Linked DNA regions of Gossypium arboreum: region 1 is linked to region 2. A link is a contact called in public Hi-C data. All regions are on one chromosome and are shown on one strand. The core of a region is the stretch at or near the end of the contact, and the rest is flanking DNA. Distances in the headings are between cores, read along the strand shown. Region 1 holds the start of LOC108458312 (protein ROOT PRIMORDIUM DEFECTIVE 1). Region 2 holds the start of LOC108459115 (putative homeobox-leucine zipper protein ATHB-51).

Region 1 (7,318 bases), core at 1,707-4,206, 160 kb after region 2:
TCGAACCTACCTTCGCTTTAAGGAATTTTCAAAGTACGGATGAAATTTCAAGGAATATTTGATTATTTGGACAAACAGAAAATCGAAACCCAGCACGGTTGGGCACGATTCCTTGAGTTCCCAAACATCAACTATTGTTTTTTGCTTTAAAGCTTACAAAAGGCGGACGAAATTTAAAAGGGAAATATGATTATCTAGACAAATAAAAGATCGAAACCCAACACATTAGGGCACGATCCCTCGAATTTCTAAACATCAAACATCGCCTTTGTTTTAAGGTTTAGAAAACGCGCATGAAATTTTAAAGGGAAATTTGACAATTTAGACAAACGAAAGACCGAAACCCAACACATTGAGGTACAATCTCTCGAATTTCTAAACATCAAACATCACTTTCGTTTTATAAAGTCGACTCAAAATACATTAATTTGACTTGAAATAAAGTGGAATCGTTAATTGGATTAATAAGTTGAAAACTACAATGCGACAATTGTGAATGAAAGGCGAATAAACATGGAAAAATATACATGGATAGCGAACTCTATTAATGAATGAGAAAAAAAAACAGATTAACGTACGCACAATAGTAATGAGCTCACATCCAAACAATAATAATCAAGATAATGAAAACTAAAAAACATAGCTAATCAGAATAGAACTATAACAAGTTGTCAAACATAGATAAATAAAATTAAGATAGCAACACAAAAGACTAATGTACGCTACTGAAACAATAATATATGAAATAATATGAAAACAAAAACATATAACATACAAAACAATATGGAACTAGGAACCAATATGATACAAAACAATTTAAAAACTATATGAGAAATTAAAATGAATAACACATGCTTGAACTTGAAATAATATACATATATAAAGTAAAAACTAATAATACATGAATGATTATTAAAATAGATGTTATGAAAGAAGGAGTTTGGATCAAATAATGTACAAAATATTTTAAAAACAAAATACGTCTATTTAAAGTTGATAATATATATACAAACAAAAACTTAATAAAAATAAAATATAAAAGGGATAATAATATATGAAAGAGTTTTAAATAACAAAATATAGAGTAAAATTTTTTAAGAAGTAAACTATATACATAATAGATTTGAAAGGAAATATATATATATATATATATATATATATATATATATAAATTGATTTAAAAGAAAATATATATATATAAGACAACATGAAAACAATATATATATATATAATAAAAACAATTTTAACATAAACTATATATATAATAATATAAAAAATAATAATAAAAACAACTAAATGAATGAAAGATAGGTAAAACGGAATAATAAAAAGTATGTATATAAAAATATAAAAGAGAATACATAAAAGGAACAATCCAATTTGAAATACTACGAAACAAAATAAAAAGAAATGATGAGAACGTAAGTAGATAAAAAATCATTAATAAAAATTGATTAAAGATTGGAACTGTACAAATGAATAACTTGAACAACTTGAAATAATATAAAATTTGAAGGATAAATAGATATACATATAATATCGAATTTAAAAGTAAAGATAATCAACAATAGTTAAAATAATATTAAATTTAAATAGTTTAAAGTAGAAGAATAATAAATTGATAAATCAAATATAAATAACATTGAATCTAAATATTTTAAAAGTAAACGAAGAATGAGCAAATAAATAAATAAATATTACTATTATTAAATTTAAGTATGTAAAATAATGAATAAATAGCGAAGTTAAATAAATTAGGATTTAATCAAAATCAAAACAAAATTAAAAGAAAAAAACGGAATAAAATAAAATATCAGGCCCAAATTATGAAACATGAATGAGATGGGGGGCCAAATGGGGCAATATCCCCGTCCCCCAAAACGCATAACTTCAATAGGGACTGAATCTGAATACTGTAAAAATTACAGGGCAAAAATCAAAAAAAAAGAAAAAAGGAACAAGGCCGAATTGCGACAGACCACAAAAGCGAAGGGACCGAATCCATAAATATCCCATTAAAGTAGAAACACGCGGGTCTTGGCATGGAGTGGGTCGGGTCGCGGGTCTGGCGCCTAAACGGCGCCGTTTAGCCTCTAGAACCAAGGCACAAAAATGGTGCCGTTTTATATACAGTACAAATCTGAAATTTTTTTACAAAACTGCATTTGGCCCTTGATTTTTTCTTCTCAATAGCAGAATACTCCTTTTTGCTCTTCTAGGGTTTTGACTCAAACAAAACACGTCGTCGTCGGACCACCACCATATCTGGTGGTCGGTAACGCGCGAAAGGCTCCCATTTCAGACGAAGAACCGGATCGACCAAGGCTAAACATTGAGGTAAGTACCTTTTTTCTTTTTATTTTTCTTGTACCGTAAATAAAGATAATGGGAAAAGAAGAAACAAATCTAAATCGAAGAAAAGCTAGATTTAAAAAAAAAATCACCTTTTGCAAAATTGCTTCCTCTTTATTTCTATATTTTTTGTGTTTCATACAAATCGTTTTTTTTTTTTTAAAAAATCCTCCCTCTTACAATACAATCGGTTTTCCCCTCTTATAACCAAATAATCTCTATTATTTTATTTTTGCTCCTCTTTCGTTGTCCTTCTGCGTTGTTGCCTCTGTTGTCTTTTTGTTTTACTTGTTGCTTTGGTTTTGCAAGTGTCAGAAGAGTTGGTGGTACGGGCGATGAGACGGGGGCCGACATGCACGTGGAGGGCTAAGTGGCGCAAAAGGGGGAAGACCCTAGGGTTTCTGAAAATTTGTTTAAGTTATGGGTTAGGGTTTAGGTTAGTTTTTGGGTCATAAAATATTTGGGCCTTGTAAATGAACTTATAATTGGACCGTTTAATTTTTATTTGGTTTATTTTTATTTAGTGGGTCCAGGTAAAAATGGGCTTTTACACGTATTAATTTTTAATATAATTTTTTAAAATAAAAAATATTTGTTTATTATTAATAAACATTTTAAAATTATTGACGAATATGTTTGTAAATCGAGAATAGATTGAAGAGAGGAGACAGCAAGGCTAGTGTCAATTATTGCAACAGTGAGAAAAAAAAATGAGAGAAAGATTTGGTGTTCTGAGAAAGAAGCTTGATTAAGGAATGAAGAGGAATAGAAATAGAGAAATAAAAAGAGGTTGGTTGGATGGAGCAAGTGTACAAGGTAAGTTTGATTGTTCATTCGGTGGAAGGGCAGGGATGGAGCAATTTATGGACCCGGGTTTTCACTCCAAAAAGCGCCATTTCCCTGCAGTGAGAGATCCCAGTTCCTGACGTCGGACACTAGCACTATATTTGTATCGCTACATACTCTCCAACCAATCTTTACATCTCAATCTCAATTAAGTATGAAAATCATCTCTTTGTTTGTTTCTCACGAATTACTTGATTTTTTGCTAGTCTTGGCAATGAGTACCAGTCTCTGAAATCAATTTCCTTTGATTTCAGCTTTCGCTATTCTTGCCTGTTATGTGTTTGTCATAAGTTCTCAACTAGGAGACTATAAAAAGCTACTTCAAAATGCCGATTCCTACCCTCAAAACCATATTAAAACACCAAAATCAGTGTCGGGTCATTGGTAGTCGATTCAAAACATCTTCTGTCCAGTATGTAGCATCAAGATTTAGGGACCCTACGTTTGAGAAACTGATGGACAAATACAAAAACCTTCTCAAAGTCATTGCAATACAAGATCTTATCCTTGCAAATCCCACCAATAACCCTCCTTCCGTCTCCCTTGATTTCCTTTCTAGGCTTTCTCAAAAGCTACATTTAAACCGTGGTGCTGCTTCTTTTCTCCGTAAATACCCTCATATTTTCCACATTTTCTATGATCCCAATAAGTTCCAGACTTTCTGTAGATTGACTGATGCTGCTATGCGTGTTTCCCGACAAGAGGCAGAAGCTATCAATGCTTCTTTGGATGTTGTTGTTGACCGTTTAGTTAGGCTTTTGTCAATGTCGACAACTAAATCGTTGCCTCTCCGCGCTGTTTTCAAAGTTTGGAGGGAACTTGGGTTGCCTGATGATTTTGAGGACTCAATCATATCTCGTAATTCTCACATATTCAAGCTTGTTGATGCTCATGAACCTAATACTCATATTTTGATGCTGACTGATGAAATGCGTGATAAGAGGTTTGTAGCTTGTGTTGAGAATTGGCGAGTTATGGAGTGCTGTAGGGAAAACAGCGCCGTTGATAGAACCGAAATTCGGTTTAGTTTTAAACATAGCTATCCACCAGGGATGAGGTTGGTCAGGGATTTCAAGGCAAAGGTTAAGGAATGGCAAAGGTTGCCATATGTGGGGCCTTATGAGGAGATGGGAGAAAAGAAGAGGTCTAAGGCAGGAATAATGGGATTAGAAAAACGGGCAGTGGCGATAGTACATGAGTTCTTGAGCTTGACAGTGGAGCGGATGGTGGAGGTGGAGAAGATTAGCCATTTTAGGAAATCATTGGCCATTGATTTGAACATAAGGGATTTGTTCCTGGACCACCCGGGGATGTTTTATTTGTCAACCAAGGGAAAAAGACACACTGTTTTTCTTAGAGAAGGATATGAAAGGGGGTGTTTGATTGACCCAAATCCAGTCTATAATGCAAGGAGAAAACTTCTAGATCTAGTTGTGCTGGGACGCCATGCCATGTTAATCAACAATGAATCAAGGTCAGTGGAAAATTGTCAGACTCAGAAACCTTGTTTACAAGATGAGGGTAGGGATGAAAGTATTTAGTTCTTCATTTTTAAATCCCTGTTTTCTTATTCTTCCTCATGCACTTCGGCTCTAACATGTTTGTGAACTTTGGGCTTTGTCTGGTAACTTTGAGCGTGTCCTATATTTTTTTGACTTTAATCACCTAATATCATATCTGTTCTTTTTCTATGCAATGCCTAGAACAACTTATAACCCTCCCTAATTATTAAATAGGAGGACAATGTGCTTTGATGCACTCGACCCCATATTCTCTTATACTGGTAATAATATTGATACCAATCGAATTAAGATTCAATTAGCTTTAGGTTATTATTTTTAAATGCATACTTATAGAGTTTTAATTAGTTGATATGAATTTCAAAAAGCATAAAAATTAGTTGACATAAGTAAAAAAAATATTATTTTATCACAAATCTTTTAGTTATAAAAGAATTCATGAATATATAGAGGTTTTAAGTTGATTAATTAAAATGGATCTAATTGTCAAGTTTAAATATAAAAGTACAAAATATCCAAATAAATGTGATTGTCATGTTATGGGTCAAACATTATATCATCCCTATTTATAAAAAGTGTATTTTATTATAACATTTTAAAACAAAAGTAGATATAAAAACTAAAATAGTTTGCAAGATTAGAACTTCTACTTCTTTTTGGAGCAATTAAATAGAAATTCAAAGCAAGATAGAAAATTCTTACTTTTTTGTTCTCTCAATTCCTCTATCATCAATGATATTTTTCTTGATTTTCCCTATGGTGCTTTAAATATAATTGTAATTGGTGTTTTATATTTTCTGGATATTTCATGCCAAAGATGGAGTTGAAAAATAGAGGAGAATGTTTGCGAGGTTATGGCAGTTTTTTTGGTCAAGGAAGGAACTAGGATTCATTCAAAGTTTTACAGACTGTTGGATACATAGGTATTCTCTGAGAATTCGCAGCAATCAAAGAGTCCGGGGGAGAAATAAAATTAAGCATGTGAGGTTGAAAGTTAGTCCGAAATCCAGCATTTTTTCTGTATTAGCTCGCTTCCTGCATAATGTTCCTTCCCTGTGTGAAAGCGTCTTGAAAATGAGTAGTCCAGTGGCTGCTGTCCTTTGGGTATTAAAGTGATGTCAAGAAATTTAAACAAGACCACAATATCTCAATAATAATGCTGATAGAAGAAACTCCATTTGGCATCAAATCCCCGGTGCTGGGTAGTGTTGCTCTGAATCACCAATTGCTGGTTCATCATAGATGCAAATGCTCCTGCTCCTCTATATCCTCAACTTGACTCCTAATTTTCACCGCACGCTACTTTCTGCTCCACCTTAACTCTTCCTTTACTATTCGTTTTATGTAGTACATCACCAATCTGGCATAAGATTGGGAGGCCTTTGCAATGGCTATGATCCGCGGCAGATGTAAGAGTCAAGGCTTAGGAAATTGCTGCAGACCATGTCGATTAGTAAAAAAAGCTCCATCCAGTCCACCTGTGGGTTATTGGAAGGAATTTCCACTAATCTACGTTACAATATGGAAACCGAAACCCGAAACTTAAACTAAATTAAATTGATTTTTGGTAATAATCAATTTTTATATTTACACATTTATTTTTTATTCGAAAAATGAAAAACTCGATTTCCTCAATTCAATTCCAAACTGAAGGGATAGACTTCCAAATATTTGGTCCCAAACAGCCTCTCTTTTACCATAATACGCAAAAGACAAAAGTATGACATTTATTTCATTGATGAGACAAAATTTAATAGTAAATAAGTTGAATGAATCTTGTCTGGCTTACGTTAAAAGTCTTCACATTTCATCATTCCCCATGTTTGTCTTGTCTTTATTTAATCTTATTTTATGTTTTAAATGTATATTTACTAATAAAACTAAGGGTAATGTATATTGAAAAATCATGCTATTGTTTTAGGTTTACATACAACTACATTGATCTTAGTAAAGGGTGCTTTAGATGCGTGCAGTTCCAAGTTAATGCTGGATAAAAAAGATTTCAATTATAGTTTTCCTTGCAATGGTCCGGGGCGAGGGGGTATTTGTGATATTTCGACGTGGGACATATTTTATTTGGCGGTTTTCTAGATGTTAAATACCATTGGATGGGTTACTTTTTATTGGCATTGGAAACACATCACATTATGGCAAAATAGGTCCCTTTATGCCTAAGAATTCCCGCTAAAAATATTCATGTCACTCAACTTTGATTAAAATTAAAAAATAATTACTAAACTATGAAAAGTAACAATTCAATCACTAAACTTTACGAAAATAATAAAACAATTACTAATGTTATTGAAAAATAACAAATCAATCACCCACTAATATTTTTCGTTACAAGTCTAACGGGACAGGTGACGTGACCCGTTAACTAGCTAACGTGACTAGTTAATTAGCCACGTTGGACATGAGCAACTGAAGGGACATAATTTTTTGGGGAAAAGAGACGAGCAGAAAAAAAAAGAAAAAAAAGGAAAGATTGAAATTTGGGAAAAGGGTTCTAGAAGAGCTTTTTAAGCTATTGAAAACATCATCCATGGCAATAACGATCATCTTTCATCTTTTGTAAAGCACCAAAGAGTTGTCTCAAGTTT
Region 2 (6,732 bases), core at 1,411-3,910:
AAGTTAAACAAAAATATATTTTCTTTTTAGAAGATTTAGTATTTATTAGTATAATATATTTAGCATTTATTAGCATAGTTTATTTGACTTGATAATTTAGCCTATAAATAGGCTCTTTTACAGCATTAGAAAACACACCCATTAGATATTAGAACTCATAACACATTTAGAGAATTTTGTGTTTACGTTTTGAGGGTTCCTTGTTTTCGGGTTTTTGGGATTTAGTTTTCATCTCCATTTTTTGTACTCTTCGTTCTTTTGCCATTATAGTAAAATTATCTTTGCCTGTGGTTTTTTATCCTCTTTGGAGGTGTTTTTCCATGTTAAATTTGTGTGTTCAATTTCTCAATTTTTCCCCTATTTTTTTTTACTTGTTGCTTAATCGGGTCAATCCTAATAGGTGCAAAACCAAGCAAAGATTAATTAATTAGAGTCTAGAGATAATAATTTGTTAAAACTATCATCGTGTTTATTAAATAATTATTCAGGTGTTTATAGATATCCATTATTAATTAAATTTCATACTTAGATTAATTATAAAAAAACTTTTAAACTAATGTTGTTTATTAAATTAATACTCAAATATAATTTTAGAATTATTTAATGAAAATTATTTTTCAGTTAAGAAAATATTTATGTTGTGTTTGTTTTACTAAAGATAATTTTTGAAAATGATTTTTAAAAAATTATCTAATAATGAAAGTTATTTTACACAAATTTATTCAATCACCATAAAATATTGATTTTTCAAAATCGTTTTTTAGAAGCAATTTTCATGAAACAAATAAATCTTAAATAGAAAATTTAATTTTTTCCCTAAGTGGGAGAGTTAGAGAGGTGCTTGTTAGAGGATTTATAAGAGAAAAGCTTGACTCTTATACGTGTCTAATTCCATTTATTAAATGAGCTGGTTGGGCTTATGAGAAATAAATATCTTAATCAGAGTTGGCTACGTTAAACTCGATACTCATGAGTGTTGAGGCCTTGAGCATTAAATTTCAAATCATTTTCTTTTTGACAATCAAGACACAAATTCTATGATGATTTGACTGTGCAATAATCTCAACACCCATAATTGTTAAGGTACTAGTAAAAAAAAATTAAGAATTAACATTTAAGTATATATATATATATATATATATATATATATTTAAGATTTTATTGTGTTGCTTCAAAAAAAAAGAGTTTATTGTGTTAGGAGCAAGTTTAGACTCTTGATCATCATTCATTTAAAATTTTCTTTTTGAGTTTTAATTTTGAATTGAAAATAAATACTACATGTAGAGGCGGAGTTAAGGGTGCAAGCAAGGGTCTTGGCACTTCAAATTTCAATTTAGTCATTTTATAAATAAAAAACTTATAAATTCATATATGATAAATTGGTACTTTGGCCCTCTTAAAATGAAAAGTTTTCAATTCAGTCCTCTTATAAGTAAAGAAATTATAAATTAATATATATAGTAAAATTTCACTTTAGCCTCCCTAAAAATAAAAAAAATTGTATTTAATCCTTCAAAATGATGAAATTATAAATTAATACATAATAAATTTATATTTTGATGAAAAATTATATTTAAATTCCTACTCCTACTAAAAGAATTTCTAAATCCCCTTAGCCTATATGATGCATCTATAATAAACTCATAGTATCAAATGACTATTTTACGTGGTTGTCCGTCTCAACAATGTGCCTTATCATTATACTTAACACTTTTTATACTATTTTTTAGAAAAATAATAATTACCTAATTTTCTAAATAATCTAAAAATTATATACTGCTCTAGATAATTTTTGGTTTCATATATTCGTAAAAGAATAATTAAAAAGAAAAAAAGGGAGGGGAGGAACAAAAGAATTTAAAGCAGAAAAGCTCTTTTTTTGGGGGGAACCGGGGGGGGGGGGGTTGTTTTTCTACTGTTCTGTTATTGAACATGAAGTGCTGTTGTAACTTGTAACCTTATTTCACACATTGTTTCCAACGGTGCATTTACCTCTCTCTTTTTATGTCCTGTGTTGCCTCAACTCAGATGCTTTTATGCAACCCTATTGGATTTTTTTTTTTTTTGTGTGTGAAAGAGGATAGCAAGGACGTCATTTAGGTGTAGGTTCAGTTTCAATGCTTCTAGCCTTCTTCCTTCTTCAATGAAATCCATCTCTATTAAAAAGTTAAAAACACTTTTTCATATCTCTTTGCACCAACTCAGCTGATGATAATATATAGGTAGCTAGGCCTGGCCTCCCCGGGTCACCAGCAATACTGGAATTCATTCAATTCTATATACAACAATGGGTTTATTAAACTAAATCCAAATCCCATCCCATGAAGATAAATTACACGATCTCCTTTCTCTGCAGCTCGTTAAGGTGGCAATGGCATAGGGAGGGTGAAACAGTAGGGTGAGCCCCAACTCTCACTTTATATGTTACTAGCCACCTCTATTTTTAATTATTTTTCAAACAAATACTGCAGAGAGAACAGACTACTACTTTACGTGAGCTACATAGATCCAGGTTTCTGGGACCAGATGGAGACCTATGATTCCGCATTTGCATTTTTTGTTTATTTCGTCTTCTAATTAACCGACAACACTCTCTCTCACCTTTAGTTTCATCTCTCTTCTCCCTTTAAATTCAGACATCAACATACCAAAGTATAGACAAGAAAGGATACCCTTTGCTTTCAGTCTCACACACATTCATTCCTCCATTGATGTTGGTAGTGGTCCATAGATTCCCAATATATAAGGAGTTCATCTTTAAGAAAACTACTGATGAAAAATGGAATGGAATGGCACCTTATCCTTTGTTCCTGGACAACCCCCTTCTCTTACTTCCCTTTACAACTATAACTATGATCAATATTTTCCAGGTTTAGCCATTAACCCCCTCGCTCAAATCACCTATCTGTTTTTCTTTATTTGATTATATGTATATGTATGGATGTATGTATTGCTGTTTTTCTCCTTTCTTTTAGGTATGGAGATGATGAATGTAGGATTAGCAGAGGCAGCAGCTATGGAGAAGAAGAAGAAGAAGAAGAAGATATACATGAATAATGAAGAGAAGAAGAAGCGTTTGACAAATGAGCAGTTGGAGTGGTTGGAGATGAGTTTCCAAGAAGACATAAAGTTGGATCCTCGGAGGAAAATGAAGCTTTCCAGGGAGCTTGGACTCCAACCAAGACAAATCGCTGTCTGGTTCCAAAACAGGCGTGCTCGTTGGAAAGCTAAGGAGCTTGAGCGCTTATGCAATGCGCTTCAACATCACCTCCATCTTGTCTCCAAGGAGACCCAAAAGCTTCAACATGAGGTCTACTCACTGCCACTGGGATCAATCTTCAAAACCCTGCATATTTCATGCACATTTTTCATTCATATGCCATATGCATTCCAAATCATTTCAACTCTGTCTTGGGACTTATTTTATGACAACTCATTTATAAAATGACATGTACAACATAAATACTACTATATTTTTCTCTTACTTGCCAAATATAAGATTTGCTTAAATGAGCCCCTAATGCAGGTCTCGAAATTGAAAGCCATGCTAAGGGAACAACCAACAAGAAACCAAGTCTCCACAGGTTACACGGAAATCTCCGGGGAAGAGACCATCGAAAGCACCTTGATTCATTGCTCTAACAAATATATGGTTGTCCCAAACAACCATCATCCGATCGCTGATCAATGCAGCTATCTTTTCAATGTAGACAAGAATAACCCAAACCCAGTAGGTTCAACCTACTGGGGTGAGCAGCTGCCTACTAATCCCTAATGAACTCCTATCTTCTTAATAGAGTTTGTTAATTTAGCAGTTAGCACAAGTTACCTCTTAGAGCTAGCTTAATTAAAACAGTTTTAGTAAAATGAAGAAGAGGTTCATCTCAATTTTGAGGACTTTTGTTGGAGAGTTTGCTACAACAAAAAGATGTATTTTACTTCATCACGTGACAACAGTGCAATTCCAAGCTCTCTCAAAACACTGAATTAATGGCACAGGATAAACACAAAAGCAAAAAACAGGGCCGACAGGGCAATAACTTCAAAATAAACATATTACTTATTTCTCAATTCTCTGGTTAGGAAAAAACAGAGTAATAAAACAAGTAAGCACTTTCCGCCGCCGCCGCCAAGCTTGGGACCTTTCGGTGCGGAACCCTTAGGGATGCTACCCTTTCTCTGCGTCTTCTGTTGCTTTGCTGTTCTGCTTTCTTTGCCTTCTTTTCGTCCTTAGTTTTTTTAAGCCTTTCCTTGATTTCACTGCAAAGTAGGTTAACAACCAATATTCCATATACGCAGCATAATACATTTCAAAATCAGCAATGACAAGAAAAGATGAATTTTGTATGCGAAAAAAAAAAAACACACCCACACCGGAGAGCAGCTTCCCTTGCAGCATCACGTACGTTAGGTTTCTCACTCCTCCTCTTCTGTATAACCTATAACGTGGCATCAACAATGGATCTAGAGTAAGGTTTCTTGTGGTACGTCTCCTCCTCTTCACTGCCTCTTGGGCAATGCCCTAAATGCATGCAAACAATATGAAAGTAATAAGTAAGAGCACATACAAACAATAAACTATGTTGCTCCATTTTTTTCTTGAAGCATCCATGTGAGACATCCATGTCCTATGAATATCTAAACATAAGTATAAAGATATGATCCTCCAAATACATGATAAAACTTTAAAAGATTTGAAATTGTTAAGGGATGAATTAATTAGTTGAAATGGGTTTAAGTTACGTTAATTTCTATTAATTTTGTTATGTTTTAAGATAATATGCAACGCAACGTTTAGGGTAGGGAGATTTTAATGAAACAAATTGTTTTGATTTGCTGATGCAAAACGATGTGTTTTAGCTAGCCCTATAACTATTTTCTTTTCTTTTGTTCCACGTGGCAATTCTTCTTTCCCATATCACAGAATCAGAGGGAAGGAGATACACACGTTTGGTTTGTTATCAATTAATCAGAAAAGATCCTAGTCTCTCTCTCCTCATTTCTATTCTGCTTCTTCTCTATTTTGGTTGTTTTTCAATTTTGGAAATCATCCCTAACAAAGATATCAAAGCTGGGCGTTTCTCATGGTCAGAAACAAGATTTCCACACATTTGCAAAACGAGGTCACTCATTTGCAGCAAGAAGTTACAAAGCTCCATTCTGAGTTTTCTCAGTTGGACAATCGCATTGGGAACAAATTCAAGGAACTGAAAGAGGAATTTAGTGTTGAGTTGAGGTCTGAACTCCAAGGTAAACTGCATGGGTATTTAAGCAATATTTGGGAAAATTTCAACATCTAACAAAGGGAAATGAGTGCTGGGTAGCCCTCCACCAGGATTCCCTCTTAAGGATCCCTTGTTTCCACCGCAAAAGATTGATAGTGGGTCTCAAGTTTCAAGTAACATAAAGGTCAGTTCTAAGCCTTCTAAATTGGATTGTCCTCACTTTGGTGGTACATATTTTAAAGGTTGGTGGGAAAAACTGGAGCAGTACTTCATGGCTAAGAAGGTACCTATGAATGCTAGAATGAGGGTGGTTATGTTGAACCTAGAAATAAGGGCCTAGATTGGCATCACTTTTAAGCTCGAAAGTATGGTGGGTTTCACATACTGGAGTGGGAGTCCTATGCACAAAGTTTTCAAGACCCTATGATGGACTTAGTGACTCTTAAGCATGTAGGGTCAATGGATTAGTACCATGACTCCTTCATTAGTCTGCTAAACTAACTACATTTAACAGAACCATATGCCCTTAGCATTTTCATCAGCAATTTGAAAGCAGAAGTGGGACAATATTTATAACTTTTTAAACCCACAATGTGGAGGGTTTTCTGACTACTAGACATGTGGAAGCCATCCTTAGTGACTCCACAAAACGAGGATTATTGACTAGATAGGGTGCTCAAGTTAGAACCACACCACCATCTGTCTTGAATTCTGATGCTCATAAGGGGTCAATTTCTTCACCATCATTGAGTATAGGATCTGTGCATGGGGGATCAGCTGGAGCCTCAGGGTTGTCTCGAGGAGCACCTAAGTCTCTATCTCCTGCTGAGATAGAGGATAAGAAGAAGAAATGACTTTGTTACTGGTGTGGAGCAAATTATAGTGTTGGTCACATTGCATGAAATTCAAGTTATACCAATTGTTGTTAGAAGCTGCTGCAGAAGGTGATACTGAGGAATTCCAAGAATGTAGTGATCTATTGGAAGATCTGAGCTTAGGGGAAGAACTACTCCTGGCCTAGTGTTATCTTTACATGTTATACAAGGTTCTCAAAGCATCCATACCATGAGGGTAACAGCCAATATTGATCATACCAGGGTTATTCTGTTAATCGATTCTAGTAACATTTACAATTTCATAAGTGCTAAACTAGTCAAACAGTTGTCACTACTAGTGAGCCCTATCAGCAAATTGAAAGTAACAATGCCCAATGGAGCCACATTGATAGCTGGAGAAATCTGTAAGGCAGTTTAATGGAAGGTGCAGTCCACTGAATTCCATACTCAAAGAGTGTAATTTGGTTTTGGGAGTGTATAAGTTGTTATCCCTAGGAACCATCACTTGGGAGTTTAGTTCTCTAATCATGAAGTTTATGCATAAAGGATATACCTTTTTCTTGCGTGGTATTCAACCTAGGAATCTCCATTTAGTAGAAGGTTCTCAAAGTTCCAAGGGTTTCTCTGTAATAGCCCATTTTTAGTCAAATCAAAATAGTAGTTTTGAGACC

Evidence for each region. Hi-C and Micro-C count contacts between places; a contact is called where the count stands out from the background.
Region 1: a Hi-C map of leaf shows a contact between it and region 2, with 2.7 times the contacts expected there. The contact joins the promoter of LOC108458312 here to the promoter of LOC108459115 in region 2. A contact is called at or near these places in 2 of 5 Hi-C or Micro-C datasets (both in leaf).

Annotation. Positions count from the first base shown.
Region 1 is chr4:92,829,555-92,836,872 of ASM2569848v2, forward strand. LOC108458312 (protein ROOT PRIMORDIUM DEFECTIVE 1) reads left to right here and starts at 2,957. Exons shown (of 1, transcript XM_017757662.2): 1 at 2,957-4,889. The coding sequence starts at 3,525. The coding sequence ends at 4,739.
Region 2 is chr4:92,666,453-92,673,184 of ASM2569848v2, forward strand. It overlaps LOC108459115 (putative homeobox-leucine zipper protein ATHB-51), which reads left to right and starts at 2,661. Exons shown (of 3, transcript XM_017758477.2): 1 at 2,661-2,870; 2 at 2,976-3,310; 3 at 3,527-3,811. The coding sequence starts at 2,780. The coding sequence ends at 3,775.